Regions from separate parts of the Mus musculus genome. Here all the other regions are linked to region 3. A link is a contact called in public HiChIP or PLAC-seq and Micro-C data. All regions are on one chromosome and are shown on one strand. The core of a region is the stretch at or near the end of the contact, and the rest is flanking DNA. Distances in the headings are between cores, read along the strand shown.

Region 1 (4,234 bases), core at 150-2,649, 230 kb before region 3:
TTTTGAGACCACTTCAGCAGTGCCCTGTGTCATAAGGGAACTTTTCTAGAGTCCCAGCGTGCTCTAGAGCACACCATATGAAACCATGAGTTGTAACCCCACGTGGAGTCATGAAGTGGAGGTTCAGAAAAACATAGCAACCATCAAAAGCTTCTGAGTGTGCAATAATCAAAAATTAATACAAGCCAGCAGAGACACTGCAGTTTGGGGCAGATAGCAGTCTCAAGCTGAGCCCGGGCAGCTCAGGCAGCCTGGGTTGGTGTTGCATGTTAGAATGGCACATACAGTGCAAAGTTAGCATGTTTTATGTTCAGAACCAAGGCTGCAGGGAAACCCCACAATGCAAGACAGGCCGGCACTGCCAGATCACCTCAGAAAAGTGTGGGAAAGCATGGCGCCCATGGCTCCCTCCTCATCAGACTTCAGTAGCATTGCAGTCACACACTCCCCTCATTTTCGACAATGCTCTATCTTGGGTTTCAATTCCCCTCCCTCCTCTCCATCCTTGTGCACTCAAAATATTAGCATTGGGACCATGAACTAGAACCTCAGCGTGGCTGTTCCTGTACACCTCACTCCACCCCACCCCACCACACCCCCAGTTAGTGCAACATGGGTAATTTCAACTCACAGCAGTAAGTGCTGGCCTGAGAGGAGCATACAGGCTGCTCTGATACTTGCTAATCATTAGTCATGGCTGCTAAATCGCTTCAGAGGAGGGGTAAAGGATGCTCTGAGAACATATACCACTTGGCTACAATCACAGAGCAGAAAAGTGACGATTCAGAGACAGACCCATCTCTATCTGATGTCTGTTAAATATTCTGGCCCATTCACTGACACTTGAAAGTACGGAGTACCAGGCATGCAGTTCTGTGATTCCAAGCAGCAGAAAGGCAGTGAAGGCAGAAAGATCACCTCAAGTTCAAGGTTAGCCTGAACTACACAGTGACACCCTATCTGGAGAACAAACAAACAAAAAAACTGACCAAACAAAAATGTGAAGAGGTGACATAGGATATAAGCATCCTCTCAGGTGACCAGTCCTTGAAGATTTAGAAGGACTAAGAGGGTGAGGCTGGTCCTGTGCAGTGTGTTCTGGAGTTGATGAGTTAGTTTCACTATGTGGTTAGTTTGCAGTAGAGGACAGGGCCCAAGGTCACTCGATCAGCAGTATTCTGTACCTGACTTCTTTCGTGCAAGCTATCCTTCCCAAGGTCAAAATTAATCTGTCTGCAGCATGACCACTTCACTGCCCGTCCCCATTTCCTGTCTCTCTCTTCTCCCCTAAGAGCAGGGATGTTCCCAGCTGAAACAACAAAAGTCACCTGAGCCTCTGCCTATTCCAAAATTCCTGAAGAGGTTGCCAGCGATGAGTCAGAGCATTGGTAGCCCTGTTCACCAAGAACCAGCCAGCCTAGCCTGGGCTGGGGATTCCTGTGAGCCAGAGTTGGGGTGAGGACAGAGGAGGCCAACAGAAGGAAGTCTTTTTGTGCTGTGGCTCCAGACTTCAACCCCATGGGCCCCATGGGGTCTGTGACTCAGACAATACAAACGAGGTGCTTGACACCCATGCACAGTAGAGCCCATTAGAAGCTCAGCCTGGGGGTGGGGGGCTCCTGAGAACCATTGTTCCATCCTTTCCTGTTCCACTGATGTAAGAGGCAGGGCTCATGCTGAAAGCAGGCAGAATGGTGATAGCTTTATTTCCACGGGGGCCACTTTGTTCCAGTCCTTTCAGTATGTGGGTCACAGGCAAGTTCTGAGATTATTCCCATGTTTTCCTGGGATGGACTATACCTGTCTAAGCTTGTGGCTGTGTGGACAGAGGCAGAGAAGGATACTGAGACCCACTATAGACCTCAAATCCTCAACTAACCTCACTAGAAGCTCAGTCCAGGACAGGGATAGAGTGAATAGACACCGTTCATCACTTAGGGAATTTCTGCCGCTGAGGCTCTGTCTGCATCAGTGAAGGCAGTGTATCTTCCCTTGAAGAAAGACGTGGGTGTGTTCCATGCCAACCTCCTCACATTTTGATTAGTTATAAGGGTGCATGTACATACTGGGCTGTGATCACCCAAGGCTGCGATGATCTGATGGAGATCCTGTCATTTCTTGTTCTGTCTACCAGCTCTTCTCAGGAGTTCTAAATTCATGACTTCAGTCTTAATTTCTGAGAAAAAAATCAGGAAATTTCTATCTCATCTGTGTGTGTGTGAGTGTGTGTGTGTGTGTGTGTGTATCAGAATAATGAATTTAAACAAATGAATTGATTTAATTAAAAATTGTTCATTCATATGCAATTATGTATGAGCAGATATGTGGTGAAGTTGCATGATGGTCAGAAAAGAGAGGCTGCAAAGCAGGGGCCAGCATGGCCTTTCTCCAGGGAGAGGTGGGATGATGACTGTGTCGTTTGTACGTGCAGATATCACGTACCACTCTTACTACAATGTGCCAATCATTGTGTTGAGAACTGGGGATCAAAAATAAGTAAGCCATGGTTCCTGACTGCAAAAGCTGATGTTTAGGGAGAGGCAGAGAATACAACAGAAGCATCTAAAGTTCACCGGTTTGGATATGATGCACTTTTATAAAGCTCACGTGTTGAAACATCGTTGGCCCTTGGTAGATCCAGTCATTGAGAGGTGATTGGATCATGAGAGTTTTGATTCATCAGTGAGTTCATTGATGGACTCAGAATCTGAGGATGATGCTAGAAATGATGAAAATTAGGAAGCGGGGGCCGGTTGGAGAAAATGGTTGCCAGGGGCATGCGTTTCAAGAATGTATCTGGTCCTGAGACCATTTTGCTCTTTTCTCATTACTTTCTGTTGCCATTGAGCAGCTCTGCCCCAACTCCTGCTATGATGCTCAGACTCACCAGAGGATCATGGACAGAAACCTCTCAAACAGCAAGCACAAGAAATCTTGCCTTCCTTAAGCCGTGTTCTCAGTTATTTGTTACAGTCATGTAGAACCAATCGCTGAGAGGTGAACGTGATAACCACCACACCACTCAGAATGGACCAGTGTAAGAACAGATGGCGAAGAGCACCTGCATAGGTACCCAAACCAGACCATTCCCGGGCAGGCCACCCATTGAGCTGAGCCTTGAAGGACAAAGGAATTCCTCGGGACCAAGGTGATGGGAAATAGCTGGACATGGTGGCACTCAGCTGTACCTCCAGCACTTGGGAAGTAGAGGCAAGAGGAATAGACATTTGAGAGCAGGCTTGGCTACAAGAGACTGTTTAAAAACAAAAAACAAAACAAACAAACAAAAAAACAACCAACCAAACTGAAGGGATGAGTAGAAGACAGGAAAGCGGTCCTTGCTCTCCAGTTCGTGTGTTTCAGCAAATGAGTGCAAAGTTTCTCACAAAGGGATGGCTTGCACAGTGAGTCATGTTTCCATCTTGGAGGAACACTGTGGCATGAGTCTGTGGGAGAGAGAGGTAGACGGGCAGCAGGGGCCTGCCGTTGTTCCTGTGTGTGTTTATGAGGATGTACACACATGAGTCTGTCTGTCTGCCTGTACATCTGGAGTCTGCACCTGGTGTGCTGCCTGAATGGACTTGTTTTCCACTTGGCAGCCCAGGGGACGCAGAGGATAGCTGTCCCGTTGCTGACTCACGTGTGAGTGGCATGACGACTAGTCAGCAGGTGCTTCCTCCGAGGCCACAGGCACATGCTGCCTGTGAGGTGACTGGCAGGCTGGAAGAATGCCCTTCAGCCTCCAGCTGGTCTTCTTGGACTGTTCTGCTGCAGCTTCAGGGGACTTGACTTGTTGGGATGAGGTTGGCATCGCTCACCAATGCCTGTTGCAGGTGCAGGCCTCAGGGGGGCTGGAGAGACAGTGCGAGAAGCTGAGCTTTCTCTTCAGGGTCTCCACTTCTCTGGGCATCTACTTTCCAGGTCCTGAAATCCTATGCTTGAACTCAATTCTCTAATAGTATGCTATAACTGTGTTATGCCACCCCTTGAAAGCTCACAACAAAGTCTCCCAAAATCATTCATCATATTTCTGCTACCCTATAATGTGGACCACAGAGAAAAGAGGCATTTGGCTCTGTGATTTTAGACATAGAGCAGTATGGTAAGCGGTTATGAATGTGGGATTTAGAGTCCAGATGCCCGGGACAAACGTTCGATTGGACACTTACTGGTTCAGTAAGTTACTTATTCTCTTTGTGCCTCAGTTTCTTTATTTATAAGGCACAGATACTAA
Region 2 (4,858 bases), core at 928-3,427, 160 kb before region 3:
GAAGGGCAGGGGAATGCTGTCCTCCAACACTCAAAGAGAACAGGACCCTGATTTCAGAAGTCCTGTTGTCCCAAGCCACTTAGCCTGTGATAACTTATTCCAACAAAACCTAGGACTTGAAGAAGCCAAGTTTCCAAATTTTTGTATTCTAGCCCTGAATAGTGGTCATCACAATTCCTTCTCCACATGGTTCCCAATTTTAAATTAAAAAAATTTCATTATTATTTTTCATTTTTTAATTTTTACTTCTTGTTAAGTTAGTCCTTTGATAATTTAATAGACAGTTTTGACACATTCTGGTTACTCTCTTCCCCTACCCTTTCTTATCTCCTCAAACATTTGTCAAGACTCACCCCCCTCCCTAATCTGTCCCTTTCCCAGATTAATGACTTTTGGTTTACTGTGTGACTCAATTGGCCTAATCTGTACAATCATCAGATGAATATCTGTTGGCTCATGGTAGGGTCACCAGTGGGTACACAACCAATGGCAATGACTGTCCTTTCCTTGAATCTGCTAGAAGGAAACAGTTCAGCCATGATAGGTAGGGCATGCTGAGTCTCTCTTCTCTGCTCTTGTCTGGTTGCTAATGTGTCCATTCTTGTGCAATCATCTACAGTTGCTGAGAGCTCATGATTGCAGTGGCTATGTATTGCCCAGTAGAAGGCATTTTACAGTTCATTTCCCTATCTTCTGGCTCTTATAGCACAATATTCTCTGAGTCTTGGAGGGGTGATATAGGTACCTTGTTTAGGGCTAAGCACTCCACTTTTTATTTATTTATGCTTAGCACCTTGTGAACTCATAGGTCTCTGTCTTCATCACACTTCATGAAATAGAGGAGAGGCTGCTCTGATTAAGGTCAAGAGTGATAACTGTTTGGCGTTAGTTGCCAAGTTGGCCTTGGTGAAATTTCCTGGCATGGCATGAGTAGTGCCAAAGTGAGCTTGTGCAGTCTAGGCTGGCCTCTAATAAACTTATTATGTAGTTGAGGATGACCTAGAATTCCTGATTCTCCTACCTTTCCCCACAGTGTGCTGGGATTACAGATGTTATGATGCTAGGGAACAAATCCAGGATTTCATAGATGCTAGTACTCTGCCAACTAAGCTAGATCTGTTAGAGTTTCCTGAGGGTAAATGCAGGTGAAGTTTCCCCCATCTATGGAGGCCTGTGAGTTACATCTTTGTCTCCAGTTTCCATCAGGAGGCAGGAAAATTTTCTTGACGTTGAGAATTCAATTACATTGGAGAGAAAGCAAAACAAAGATAGTGTTCACTCTTGAGAATGTTATTTTTTTTTTTTGAGAAAAAGTCTCTTAACCCTTATCTTGAGGTTTTGCAAGGGAATGACCCTTACACAGGTCCTAAAATAGACTTGGAAATAAATGACAACCCCAAACAACAAAACCCATTGAAATCCATAGCATTCATTTAGACTTCTTGGCACTGAGTCCAACACAAAAGGAAGACTTAATTAAAACAGGGTCAATTGCATCAGGCAAACCTCTGCAGTGGGCTCAGGAGGAGGGACCTGCACTTTCAACTCCATAACAAAGACTCATTGTTGACAGAAAACCACCATTCCACACATTTTTGGCTGGAAGGCAGCCTGTCCTCTGAAAAATCCACAAGAAGCTATTTTTAAAGCCCATTAGCACTTTGTTAAAGTCAGCTGCATACAGGAGAAACAATCTAAGACACGTAGGAACGGGATCTGCAAACCCTGAACCCATTGGGGACTCTGCAGACCAGATACCTACAGATTGTGAAGGGAAGACAAGACCCATGGTGTGTGCGACTTGGCTGCAGTGGGAGACAGGGTGCCTACAGACAGGGCAGGTGTCAGTGGGGGGTCACTCACACTCCATTGTTGGTTGTACTTTCACTCTTGAGGAACAGTTTATTTAAGCACCCTGAAGCGCCATAGCTTATTTCCTGTACCCTGGACTGCCCATCCTGTTTGGAGTCCACTTCCCTCTGAGGTGGGACTTTACAAAGGAAGTAGATGGGTGTGTTCCCATCCCCACCCAATGGAGGGCCCCTTTCCTTCTGACCTTCTTAGATGACAGTGAACAGTGAGTGAACTTGTTTTGGGTGTGAGGCTTAAAGTCACAGGCAATGATTTTTATCTAAGTGACACCAGAGACTGGGCCTTGGAGTGGGTAGGAATTATCTTGAACTCGCACACTTAAGGTTAATCATTACCTTTAGCTGGCATGGCTTCATGTAGTATGGTTTGTGGGAAGCATAATACTGGGCACATGGGATGCAAGGACAAATGTATTTGTCTCTGGTCCAGAGGGCATTCTAATTTAGGATCAGAAAAAAAATATAGCATAATAGAGTAAATAATGAAGTCATTATTGGAGGGTTAAAGATAAGCGTAGAATACTGGAACAGCTAAATCTCAGCGTGAAAAGGTGGAGTTGACTCAGAAAGCCAATTGGCCATTTCTTTTCCTGTTTCTCCTCCTGGCTGCTATAGAATAGGTTTCCTTAAGTAGATTCAGCATTACAAAAAGAGCCATAGTGCCGCCCGCTTCCAGTGATTCCCAGGGGTGTGGACTTATGCAACTGTATAAGCACAGTATTCCGTTAGGTGGCCAGTCTCTTTTTCTCCTTCCTTGAATGTGGGTCTGGAGCAGTGAAGACAGGGCAGGAGAGATTTCCCACCAGCCATAGGCTTGTGAGATTATTGGACCTTTCTCAATCTGTTTCCCCATCTGCAAAATGAAAGCAGTAGATCGATCACATAACTACTAAAACTCTATGGCTAACTGTCTACAATCTATCAGGGCTCACATAGGTCCCTGGAACCATTGTAATAACTTGGATTTGAAGCCAGACAGACTTGGATTTTAACCTCAGATCCAGTGCAACCTGGATTGTTCATCTCTAGAATGAAGCTGGAGTCATTAAATCCACCTTGTTCGATTAAGGATATCCATGCACATCAACACAGCACCATAGCAAAACAGCTTCTTCTTTTCTTCTTCTTCTTCTTCTTCTTCTTCTTCTTCTTCTTCTTCTTCTTCTTCTTCTTCTTCTTCTTCTTCTTCTTCTTCTTTTTCTTCCTCCTCCTTCTTCTTCTTCCTTCTTCTTCTTCTTCTTCTTCTTCTTCTTCTTCTTCTTCTTCTTCTTCTTCTTCTTCTTCTTCCTCCTCCTCCTCCTCCTCCTCCTCCTCCTCCTCCTCCTCCTCCTTCTTCTTCTTCTTCTTCGTCTTCTTCTTCTTCTTCTTTTTATTAGATATTTTCTTTATATACATTTCAAATGCTATCCCAAAAGTTCCCTATACCCTCCCTCTGCCCTGCTCCCCTACCCAACCACTCCCACTTCTTGGCCCTGGCGTTCCCCTGTACTGGGGCATAAAAAGTTTGCAATAACAAGGGGCCTCTCTTCCCTGTGATGGCTGACTAGGCCATCTTCTGCTACATATGCAGCTAGAGATAAGAGCTCTGGGGGTACTGGTTAGTTCATATTGTTGTTCCACCTATAGGGTTGCAGACCCCTTCAGCTCCTTGGGTGCTTTCTCTAGCTTTTCCATTGGGGGCCCTGTGTTCCATCTTATAGATGACTGTGAGCATCCACTTCTGTATTTGCCAGGCACTGGCATAGCCTCATACGAGACAGCTATAACAGGGTCCCTTCAGCAAAATCTTTCTGGCATATGCAATAATGTCTGGGTTTGGTGGCTGATTATGGGATGGATCCCCGGGTTGGGTAGTCTCTGGATAGTCCATCCTTTCATCTTAACTCCAAATTTTTGTCTCTGTAACTCATTTCATGGGTATTTTGTTCCCTATTCTAAGGAGGAATGAAGTATCCATTCATTGGTCTTCCCTCTTCTTGATTTTCTTGTGGCAAAACAGCTTCTTGATACGTTTCAAGTTGTGCTAGACAAGCTTGTCAGAAGAGTATAGGTCAGATCCCCCCAGAGACATTGAATTTCCTGTCTCTGCTCAGAGATGGGGTGACTGCATATTCTGGTTTCTGTTTGTCTTGATACAATTATGATTTGCTTTTTCCTTTTCACTCGAAAAACTTGCTGATCTGCAGATTTAGTGCATTACATTCATTTGGATGCCAACTAAAGAAATTCAAGGCTTTTTTGTTTGTTTGTTTCAATTTTTATTATCGTTGAGGGGTGGTGGTGCTCATGTGGAGGTCACAAGGCAACTTTTGTGGAGTCTGTTCTCTCTTTTCACCCTTGTGTGGGCTCTGGGGCTCAAACTCAGGTTGCCAGGCTTTTGCAGTTGGCACCTTTACCTACTGAGATGTCGTTGCCAATCCCACCCCCAGCTTGTTGTTGTTGTTTTTTAAAGCTCATTCTTTTGGCTGTATTGTTTGAATTCTTTCCCATATAGTTCTTAAGATCCAAATAATAAGGGGCTGGAAATATGTCTTGGTGACTAAGATGTTGGTTGTTGTTCTAGGGCAATGAATGGTTCTCAACCTTCTTAATGCTGTGTCCCTTTAATACAGTTCCTTGTGTTGTGGTGACCTCCAACCATAGAATTATTTTGTTGTTCCTAAGTGCTTGCTGCACAGACAGGAGGTCCTGATGTGGATCCCCAGCATTAAGTTCTGTAGAAGCTGGCATGGCCATGCACATCTGCAACCCTAGTGCAGAGTCAAGCAGCTCCTGAAGCTTTGCCTGCCAGCTGCATGGCCAAATTGCTGAGCTCCAGGTCCAGTGAAGGAGACTGTCTTACAAATTAGGTAGCGACAACTGAGGAAGACAGCCGATGTCAACATTTGACATCTACATGTACCCAAATACACACACACACACTCACACACACATACACACATACACACTCACACACACATACATGCACATACACAGGCACATGTGTG
Region 3 (4,369 bases), core at 567-3,066:
TAGGTACATAAAGGAAGAACAAGCTATAACAAGCACAGAAACAACTAGAACCAAATCTCTCTTCCTTTTCCAGTGAAGCAGAGGTAAATTGCACTTTATGCGAGTAATAAAACATAAATACACGTGCTTCCAAACACATCACAGTCAGAGATTTCTTCTAGGCATAAGAAAAATTTAAATATGTTTAAGTCTCTCCACTTTTGTACAGTTACAGTGAATATGTTAATAATGTTGGTTTTTAAGGATACTATGTAGTGAAATATTCTAATTACTTAAATTTGATGCCTTGAAATTATTTTTTTAAAGAAAGGCTTTATTACTTGCTCATTAAATTTATTGAATGCAATCCTAATGCTTCTGCATCTTGAAAATGAAATTTTGAAAAAAATAAACAAACTGACTAATAGATAAGGTGTTAATATGAGCCTGCATATACAAAACATATTTACTTAGAAGTAACGGTGTATTTCCCGCCTCAATGGGATTTTTAATAAGACACCAAGATTTTTAAGGCATTAATAAATTTCCCAAAATTGTCACATCAGCTTTTCTAAAGCGTTAATATTTTTAAACAGAAGTATTACTATAATTATGACATCCAGATTCCTTTCTTATTGCCCAGAATACTCGAAGATCATCATCTTCATGTGTTTTTGCTCTGCATGTGATCCTCTTTGATACTCTTTGCCTGACTTTGTAGAAGATCTCGTCTGTTCGGACTCAACAAAATCACTGCTTATTTACTTGAAAGAAAAGATCTCACTAATTTATAAATGCATTAATTTATAAGGAGCAAAAATAATTGAACAAACTTTGGTGGTGATCTCACTAGATCATCAATTACTCTTTACTGCATCAGCAACCTTGCTCTTATTACGTTCATGATATAGAGGCAAGGTAAGCTATACTGGATGGTCTTCTGAAAGTTCTGAAGAGACTTTGCAAATTACATATCTATTTATGGTGACTTCAGACACTGTAGAGTAATGTCAGACACTTCATGACACCTGTTATCTATTATCATTCTTCCTGATCAGTTTTATGGCATTTCCAGGCTCCCTTGAAGTTAGGGTAGGTAGCCAAGATACCAGGCTGTAGCCAAATGAATGTTACAAAAATGATCCGAGCTACTTGTAGCCTGGTCCCTGGAAACTTCTAGCTGCCACCCTCAATGTTCTTTCCTTACAGAAAAGAGCCTTGGAAGATGTATTGAAAATGGAGAAGTTCCAATATGGAAGAAACCTGGGATTCTAAATTATTACTAAGGGTAGTGCTAACATCTGACTAGTAATATTCACTGATGAGAGTATGAATATGTTTTGGCATTTTTTTAAAGAGACATTCTTTTTGTTTTTGTTTGTTTCGTTTTGTTTTGTTTTTCGAGACAGGGTTTCTCTGTACAGCCCTGGCTGTCCTAGAACTCACTTTGTAGACCAGGCTTGCCTCGAACTCAGAAATCCGCCTGCCTCTGCCTCCTGAGTGCTGGGATTAAAGGCATGCGCCACCACGCCCGGTTATGTTTTGGCATTGTTAACCTGTTAATATTTTAGTTTATGCGTTACCTTGAGAAGGAGGGTCACTTCAGTTTGTGATAACGTGCACATCTTCCTGGACAGAGCAATATCATTAATGCGTAAAACTTGCGCACAGAGGACCCACTTTCATGCCAACTGCTCATGTTTGGAATTTCTCCCTTGAGTCTTGACTCCATGCCAGGTCTGCCACAGAATAAGATGACTTTGGCTGATTAACGTCCTAAGCATTTGCCTTATGAAAGAGGCCAGTGTTTTCCAGTCTTTAATTGGTGAATCACATTTCTAGCTATTAGCGCTGTAGAAAAATATTCTTTGGTTTCTGGCATGCACTGTCACCACAGAAGAGAACCTCCCCACAACAGCACCCTTATTAGCTGATTTTTCGGGGGTGGGTTTTCTTTGAGAATGATTTGGAGGTCAGGCCGTAAGTACATAAGCAAAGATGGTCAAATGTTATTAGTGACTGAGAAATCCTCAGGACAGAATGGTGTAATTCCATAGCTAACCCATTTAATCATATAGAGTTGTAGACCTATACTCCAGATAATTTAGGATACACAGTGGATTGCTACTGTTGCTATTGTATTGACAATCAGGAACTTATTTGTTGCTGGGTGTATTGGGGTTCTTTAGAGGAACAGAACTTACAGAATACATGTATATAAAGGGGATTTAGTAGAATGGCTTCCAGGCTATGGTCGAGCTAGGCCGACAATGGCTGTCTACTAACAGAAGGTTCAAGAATCTGGTAGTTCTTTGGTAAATCAGGCTGGATGTCTCAGCTGGACTTCAGTATACACCAGAATCCCTAAGGTGTAGGCTCTAATGCCAGGAAAGGAAAGGACTTGCCAGTGAGTGCAAGAGCTGACCAGCAAAAGTTCCCTTCTTCCTTGTCTTTATAGAGTCTGCAGGCAGAAGGTATGGCCATGCTTAAAGATGGATTTCTCTTACCCCAGAAGATCAGAATTGGAAGTGGGTCTTTTCACTTCAAATGATTTAAGTAAGGAAAAAAACATTCCCAATGTGGAAATTTCTGGCTTCTTAACAACTCAATTGGGTCCTGTGATGTGTTTCTGGAAGTTGTCTTGTAAGAGGGCATGTGAGGTTTTGCTGAAAACAAGACACTTAAGACGGTGTGTGATGTTTAGAAAGAATATAAATAGAAACATAGAGTAACATACAAACAGTGAGAGGAGGCTACTGCATTGTTATATTGTGTAATGCTTGCTGGTCTTCTCATTGGTCTTCACTTTGTAGAGAGAAACGCGACCAAGAACTTCCCATGGTATTCCAGCTTATTCCAGTGAGATGATTTGGTGGAGCCTTGCTGTTTCTGCTGGATTGCACCGCTGCTATTGATTTATGTTTGGTGTTTGCTATCGAACTGGACTGCTGGTATCTTGACAATGAAGAGTGGAATCTCCCAAGAAACTAATTCTAGTTGGCCAAAACACACTTTCCTTATTAACCTTCTTTTCCCCCTACCTCTGGTTGGTGGAAGGAAAGTTGAGGCATTTAAGAACCCTAAGTAAAGTAGGTTTTGAAAAAAATCTAAGTCTATAAATCTTTCACAGGTGAACCTAGCCACTTGGGTTTTAGAAAATTCCAGATATAGTCAGCTTGACAACTGGGAATAGTCACCACAGTGAGTTCAGATGGAGCAGTCAGTCCAAACCCTGGGAAAAACTCCTGCCTTTTTCTATTCCACTGTCTCCTTACCTCTTAGAAGGAGCTTGCCTAGTAATGACAGAAAGATGTAATGCCTTTCCTTGACCTCATACATAAGGATCATGGCTAATGCCCCTGTCACAAAAGACATTAACCTGGTAGGCCTGTGACAAATACATTCAATGTTTTGTACGTGTCATTTCTGGAGAGTAAAAATCCCAGGGAGACTGTGGATTTCTGTTTAGAGTCCATGAAGAATGTCTAGTTGTAAGAGACTGAGAAGGGAAAGGCACTGAACCCCCCCTGAGATTCTTCTGCAGTACTCATTTTTGTGTGGAATTTATTCTCAGATATAGGGCAAGACCCTTTTAAGAAGAAGGGCCTTGGGGTCTATTAGCAAGGGCAGTGCAGGAATTCTGCATAGCAAGCATTTACACAGAAAACCTAGAACTGTTCCTGGGTTTCATATCTGGCTTTGGTGAGAGGAGTTCTGTGTTTATCAGACTCAACTTTGGGTAGAGGAAATCCGATTCTTATGCACTGTCTTAAGAGGAGGAGAATAACAGAAAAGGACAGGAGAAGGTCACAGCCTTCACTTCTGATGGTTTCCAACATCCTTCAATTCAAGTTAACTGTCAAAGTGCTAAACTTTGAAGTATCATTTTGTGAGTCCCACTATCCACTTTATATCTTTCTTAGGGAACACACTGTGCCCAGCTTTACTCCATTCTGATATTTTTGGTCAAATAAAATCAAGAAAGGCTATGGATTACATACATTGGAACACAGCATCTCAGGCAGCATTGGGTAGCCAAGACTGAGATTGGCCTAGAATGAGAGCGTAGGTGGCCTATTGGAAAGTGAGCAGAGATGACTGGGGTGAATATTTTGGGCCATTGTTTCAATGCAATAGCTTAGACTTCTAAGCAGACTCCAGAGAAGTAGGCATTAAGTCCTGGGCAGCTGGGGCAATGCGGGCAAGTGAACAAGAAGGCATTCACTGGGCTAGAGCTTCTTCAACAGCCCTAGAACCCTGACCTTCTTCTCTTCTGGCTCTCACGGTTGATGCTGTTCCCATCTGGAGATTTGGGTTTCTTTCTTTTTTTTTTTGTGGGTGCAGCGAACTTTATTGATGGTATTCAAGAGAGTAGGGAGGGCTCCCTAGG

What was found. A called contact is a pair of places that touch in the nucleus more often than the background predicts. HiChIP or PLAC-seq counts read pairs in DNA pulled down with a chosen protein or histone mark.
Region 1: a contact with region 3 is called in a Micro-C map of the HL-1 cell line, with 3 times the contacts expected there. The contact joins two enhancer-like sites. A contact is called at or near these places in 11 of 39 promoter capture datasets (the 3T3-L1 cell line, 3T3-L1-derived adipocytes, cranial neural crest and 4 more), 2 of 15 datasets of contacts at CTCF or cohesin (the NIH/3T3 cell line and large pre-B cells), 14 of 484 Hi-C or Micro-C datasets (the C2C12 cell line, the HL-1 cell line, Sertoli cells and 9 more), 2 of 115 datasets of contacts at active chromatin or transcription factors (the 3134 cell line and large pre-B cells) and 1 of 9 other capture datasets (embryonic stem cells).
Region 2: a FOXA1 HiChIP or PLAC-seq map of pancreatic cancer cells shows a contact between it and region 3. The contact joins two enhancer-like sites. A contact is called at or near these places in 1 of 39 promoter capture datasets (the 3T3-L1 cell line) and 2 of 115 datasets of contacts at active chromatin or transcription factors (differentiating embryonic stem cells and pancreatic cancer cells).

The regions. Positions count from the first base shown.
Region 1 is chr7:89,835,191-89,839,424 of GRCm38.p6, reverse strand. The region is part of intron 7 of Me3 (malic enzyme 3, NADP(+)-dependent, mitochondrial); the gene reads right to left. Among named protein-coding and RNA genes, the nearest start is that of Ccdc81, 66 kb to the left of the region's middle. Within about 2 kb of position 1,399, at least 58 of the 459 cell types and tissues checked have an H3K27ac peak or open chromatin away from gene starts, as enhancers often do. A contact at or near this core is called in the HL-1 cell line, the NIH/3T3 cell line and granulosa cells, where this site is marked.
Region 2 is chr7:89,770,785-89,775,642 of GRCm38.p6, reverse strand. The region is part of intron 3 of Me3 (malic enzyme 3, NADP(+)-dependent, mitochondrial); the gene reads right to left. Among named protein-coding and RNA genes, the nearest start is that of Ccdc81, 130 kb to the left of the region's middle. Within about 2 kb of position 2,177, at least 76 of the 459 cell types and tissues checked have an H3K27ac peak or open chromatin away from gene starts, as enhancers often do. A contact at or near this core is called in pancreatic cancer cells, where this site is marked.
Region 3 is chr7:89,608,823-89,613,191 of GRCm38.p6, reverse strand. It overlaps the pseudogene Gm2546. Among named protein-coding and RNA genes, the nearest start is that of Me3, 22 kb to the left of the region's middle. Within about 2 kb of position 1,816, at least 32 of the 459 cell types and tissues checked have an H3K27ac peak or open chromatin away from gene starts, as enhancers often do. A contact at or near this core is called in the HL-1 cell line, the NIH/3T3 cell line, granulosa cells and 1 more, where this site is marked.